Regions from separate parts of the Zea mays genome. Here region 1 is linked to region 2. Evidence: chromatin contacts called from public Hi-C data. All regions are on one chromosome and are shown on one strand. The core of a region is the stretch at or near the end of the contact, and the rest is flanking DNA. Distances in the headings are between cores, read along the strand shown. Region 1 has its middle 21 kb from the start of LOC103638824. Region 2 holds the start of LOC100279138.

Evidence for each region. A called contact is a pair of places that touch in the nucleus more often than the background predicts.
Region 1: a contact with region 2 is called in a Hi-C map of ear, with 4 times the contacts expected there. The contact joins the enhancer-like site here to the promoter of LOC100279138 in region 2. A contact is called at or near these places in 3 of 25 Hi-C or Micro-C datasets (ear, leaf and tassel).

What each region holds. Positions count from the first base shown.
Region 1 is chr9:108,939,211-108,941,910 of Zm-B73-REFERENCE-NAM-5.0, reverse strand. No RefSeq gene overlaps it. Among protein-coding and RNA genes, the nearest start is that of LOC103638824, 21 kb to the right of the region's middle. Within about 2 kb of position 1,295, at least 16 of the 20 cell types and tissues checked have an H3K27ac peak or open chromatin away from gene starts, as enhancers often do. A contact at or near this core is called in ear, leaf and tassel, where this site is marked.
Region 2 is chr9:108,721,917-108,724,616 of Zm-B73-REFERENCE-NAM-5.0, reverse strand. LOC100279138 reads right to left here and starts at 1,416. Exons shown (of 1, transcript NM_001364560.1): 1 at 821-1,416. The coding sequence starts at 1,345. The coding sequence ends at 1,136. LOC100283261 (MRS2-10) reads right to left here. Exons shown (of 5, transcript NM_001156163.1): 3 at 2,648-2,700; 4 at 2,495-2,542; 5 at 1,925-2,386. The coding sequence ends at 2,156. LOC100383626 reads left to right here. Exons shown (of 7, transcript NM_001176274.1): 7 at 1-779. The coding sequence ends at 506.

The DNA of each region.
Region 1 (2,700 bases), core at 46-2,545, 220 kb before region 2:
ATTTGTGGAAGTAACATTAATAACTCGCAAATTACTAAGGATTTTATTAAAGCGTGCAAAGAACACATCTAATGATTCACTAGGTTTCATCTCAAAGTGCATATATTATTTTTTAAACATGTCTTGGTGCACTTATTTTATTGTATTATAAACTTCATGATAATCACATAGTGCTTTTCATACCTCATATGCAAACTTGAGATGCACCACCCGATCAAAGTCACTCCTCCCAAGACCTTGGATGATCATGTTTCTTGCCTTGCTATTGTTATCCACATTCGTTCAGTTAGCTTCATTAACTTGTTAAGGCACCTAAAAAGGGTTAGCAACTTTTTCACGGTACACCCAATCTTGTGCTTGATGTATGCCTCCATCTTTGCCTTCCAAAATTGAAAACCACATCCATCGAAAACACATGGTTTTGTGTAATATCTAAACATAACTATTTAATCTAATCACCGATTAAGATTAATTAGATAATAAACACAGCTCCGATATCACTTGCAGGATCGTATGACGCTAAAATAGGCAATCAGAAAGGCGGTGAATGATTGTGGAAGCTTAAAATTGATTCTCACCTCCTCTTAATCACAAAACCAATCTATACATTTTTCTCAATTTGGACATATTACTGTTATGGTAATAAAACATTTCTGGCTAAAATTCGTAATGCCGATAGATCTCAAAATTTAATAAATAAAATAAAATATGAATCTAACCCAACCAGAATCATGTAGATCGGACTTCCGGATCTACAGTTATAAATAAAACAAGGTCGTTGTTCCAAGTAGTAACGAAAATTAATCTAGACCTAATTTCAGAATTAAGCAATAATTAGAAAAGATCAATCTCCCAAACTTTGTAGATCACTAATTTGTTGCCTTAGTAATGATATAAATGAATCAAAACACCAGTAACAATTGAAAACAAAAATTCAATCTAGAATCAAAATTAAGAACAAAATTAATCAATAAAGAGTGATGAATAATATTACCGTAATAATCTTGCATAATCGACTATTTAATTATCATGATTTGTGTATAAAAGTACTCCTCGAAAGCACCAGAATGTTTCCCATTGATATCTCTAAAAAACCTAGATTAATCTCTTAATAGATCTAATCTAATTGTTTATCTCCTCTAAACCCTCATCTTAGAAATTAGAAAAATCTGATCTCTATTTTTTAAAAGGACTTGAGTCCTAATCCATCCCGGACTCGATTCCATCTAGCTGCGTGGGCTACGCCGCAGCCCCCACCGGGCCGCTACCGCTTCCTCAGCTTGGGCCGCCAACCTCCGCGCGCATTTGGGCCTGGCGCTCCCTGGCCACCAGCCCACCAACTTCCACGAACCGGTAGTACCAGCCAAGTCGCATTCACAGCCACTCAACAAACCTCGCCCATGCCATACATGTGAGGCCACGGCAACCTGCATTTACACGTGAGCTCCTTTCTTTCTTTTTTTAATTTCTTTTCCTTTTCTCTTTTTCACATATTATATATTTCCAATGTATCTAAAATATGACACTTGCGTGCATCTTAGTACTACAGTCGTTCACGTTTATTTTCCAATCTCCAACAGGCTATGTAAACGGCAGTGCAAAGTATACTGTTTTGCGGTGTAGATTACACTATTTGCAGAGTAAAGTTTAAAATCTCTACTAACTATTAAGAACCTACTGTAGACTGCCCCCGCCTACTTATACTAACTATTAAGAACCTACTGTAGACTGCCCCCGCCTCTACCCGCCCGCCCACAAACCACGCAAACCCCGCCGCGACCATGGCGAACCTCAAGCCCGCAAACCTCTCCGTGAATCCCGCCGCGACCGCCTCTTCCGCCGCGAACAGCCTGTGCCTTGCCCGCTGCTACCGAAGCGCTCGCATTCCCGCACGCCCGCCGCAGCGAATCCTGCCGCGAATCTACATGGCTTAGTCGTTCTGATTGGAGAGAAGTGGATTTATGTCCCAGCGAGGGGACAGGGGTGAGGGGCACGCCAGGAGACCCGGCCGGTCCAGCAGCTTCGACATATTTGATTCTGATTGCCCTCTGCTCTTCCTCGCACGATTGGTTGATCTCGCCAGGGTTGATAGGGTTTTGATGAGAACTTTGAATCTTGATTGCAGCATTAGAAAGCCTGGCAATGGCCACGACGGACACCAGAGGGTGGTGAACCAGCCTGACACCACTGGCTTCCAGCCTGCACCAGCGCCTGGCCCCCACCAAACTCCTGCACGCCCGCCACCTGCGCCTCAGAATGCAGCCACCCCCGAACCAGCGCCCGGGCACTGTGCCCCATCGCCGACAGCGCCTGCCAGCACCCGTACAAGCCTAATTCAACACACACCCGCCATTACCGCGATTGCAGATCTCCCAGTTGAGCGTGCGCCATTACCGCGATTGCAGCAGCGAGGGCTTGAGGTTCTCCAGTACCACAACATTTGGTAGGGGGAGGCGCCTACTATTGAACCTCGCAGCCAGACCCCCATCCACGCACCCACAAACGCGCCACCTACCTTTCCTTCAGATTCGCGGTAATGCCTTTGCTATTAAAAGAGTCATTCTAGGCTGGGAGATCTAACACAACTCTCTACCGTTTCATCGTGTGCCTGTTACGTTCAAGGCTGGGAGACATTCTAGGCTTATCGTTCAACCAGCCATTCCTCACTCGCGAGGGGGAAGCAAACGACGGCTGTGCGGG
Region 2 (2,700 bases), core at 167-2,666:
CTGCCATGGAGGACCCAGTGAGGACAAACAAGATAGCACGGCCAATACCGGAGCAGCCATGGTACATGAACCCGGTCGTCTCGGTGCTGATCGGAGGCATCCTGCCCTTCGGCGCAGTGTTCATCGAGCTCTTCTTCATCCTGACATCGATCTGGCTGCACCAGTTCTACTACATCTTTGGGTTTCTGTTCCTGGTCTTTGTCATCCTTATCCTGACCTGTGCAGAGATCGCCATCGTGCTCTGCTACTTCCAGCTCTGCGGCGAGGACTACCAGTGGTGGTGGAGATCCTACCTGACGTCTGGCTCGTCAGCGCTGTACCTCTTCCTCTACGCCACGTTCTACTTCTTCACCAAGCTGGAAATAACGAAGACCGTCTCCGGCGTCCTATACTTTGGCTACATGCTCATTGCCTCCTACGCCTTCTTTGTGCTCACCGGCACCATTGGCTTCTACGCCTGCTTCTGGTTCACCAGGCTCATCTACTCTTCGGTTAAGATCGACTAGAGAGTAACAGCTGCAACACTGCTCCGTGGGTTTTCGAAATCAGAGATCAAGAGAGAATACTAGGTAACGAACCATCAGAATTTGAGAGGGTAGTGTGCGTTATTTTTATAAGGTGGAACTTCAAACGTAGGGTGCTTATTCAGTGCTTTAGGGTTTTTACAGTTTGATTCTGGAACACTAAGTCAGTTTACTTCGAAGTCAGTATTTTCAGTGTGTATCCCTTACAGAAGAGGTGTCTGATGGTATAATTCAACTACTTAACAATTTAACCATATGTTATGTTTGGTGAAATTATGATGGTATTAGCAGTTTGATTCAGCAACATTAAATGTATAAATTAGTGTACTGGCCACACCCCACACAACAAGTTTCGGTTACAGATGCTACAATGAAACGAGCTTAACATTTGAACCACATATCTTCCGTGGTTCTAATAATTAAATCACAAGGGAGGCTACTTATTCAGTAAGAAAATTGGCATGTTATACATACATGGATAACAAGATAGTAGCACTCGAGGTTTTTGCACATATGGAACACATACATAACACCCGCCAAAGAGCCTAATCCTATCTTATTTTCGGAACATCTCGGTAAGCTAGCTAATCGACGATCTCCACGGGCCTTTTCTAAGCTCGGCTGGCCTGCTGGTCGCGCCCGTTCTTCTTGCTCCCGAACATGACGTAGCTGAGGCCGCCAACGACGATGAGGCCGCCGACCGCCAGCGTCGTTGGGCTGTAGCGCCGTAGAGGGCTCGACGGATGCGCCGATGCCGACCCCGCGCGCTTGAGCGGGTCTTCTGCCATGGACGCCCACGCGTACATCTTCTCCGGCCACATCACGCACACACGGTGCTCCTTTCTGGATTCTGATGATGGCTACCTCCACTACACGGACTAGGAAGCTCTGTGTCCTGTCCTGCTCCGTGCCGAAGCAGCTTTATGGTGGTAGCAGGTTAAGCGGCAAGAGGACACGCATGGAGTTCGCGTGCAAGCGTGACATCGTGGCACTGCCACGTGCAGCATCAAGTCAACATCCACGCACTGGTGTTTCTCATGAATGAACTACTCCTCCGTTCTCTATCTTAAAGTCACTTAACGAAAGTATTTTCTAAGTTAAATACTTTTAACTTTAACCGTTAGTAGCAAAATATTCATTAATATTACTGAATAAAAATGAAACTATTAGATTTATTATTAAAACATCTATCACAATATATATATTTTCTAATTTAAAAATAATTATTTTTATAAATATTATTAGTCAAAGTTTTAAAATATTAATTTAAGATAAATCTTCGTGACCTTAACATAAGAAACGGATAGAGTAGCCAGATGGAAGACACTGTTTACTGGGAGCTAGAAGCGTCAGGAACATGTTTTGACGAAATCATCTTATATCCTATCGAGCCACCTGGATGTAGAATTGGTCGGTATTATTTGTATAAACTGTAATATGATTTTCTCTTATACAGCACAGGGATCATGTCAAGAAGGTTACAATTTTCACCCGGATTCTCGGTACTCATGCCGTAAACCTCTAAAAGAATGGTAATTTACATCGGCAGAGGTTCAGGCTTCTGATCAAGTGCCTCTTAACAGGGTTGAAATTGATTCATCGGTCCTATGGGAGGAGGGCATATACATTCTCTACAAAGGCATCAATCTCTTGTACTTGAAGAACCAAAGAAAGGAGCAGAAGATGAAAACGCCGGTCACTGAAGTAATTACAAGGACCCACTGGAATGCATTCTCTATTTCGAAAACTGATGTCTCAAAGTTCATCCCGAATATCCCAGCAACCACTCCGAAAATGGCCACAACAAATGTTGCGGTCGTTAGCAGCAATTCAAACTGGATCAGCTGGTTCCGCACATTGTCCTAGGAACATATGGAAAGTCAAATAAGTTACACAGACCAGCAGTGTGAGAAATGCATAAACTCTGATATTCATATCCCGAATAGAGAGCATAAAATATGCTGGCATACCAGCTGAATGTTGATGAAGTCTTCAGTGTCATCGATGTACTCTTTAAGCTGAAAGAAGGAAAAACAGATCATCAGACCCCTTTCACTCCTATCACATTATTACTACACATAGCATAGCCAGATTTAAGATATGCTGGAGATATGGCTCGGTACCGATGTCAGCTTGTTCAGAGTGCTGTCGATAACAACAAAATAAGCTTCCAGTA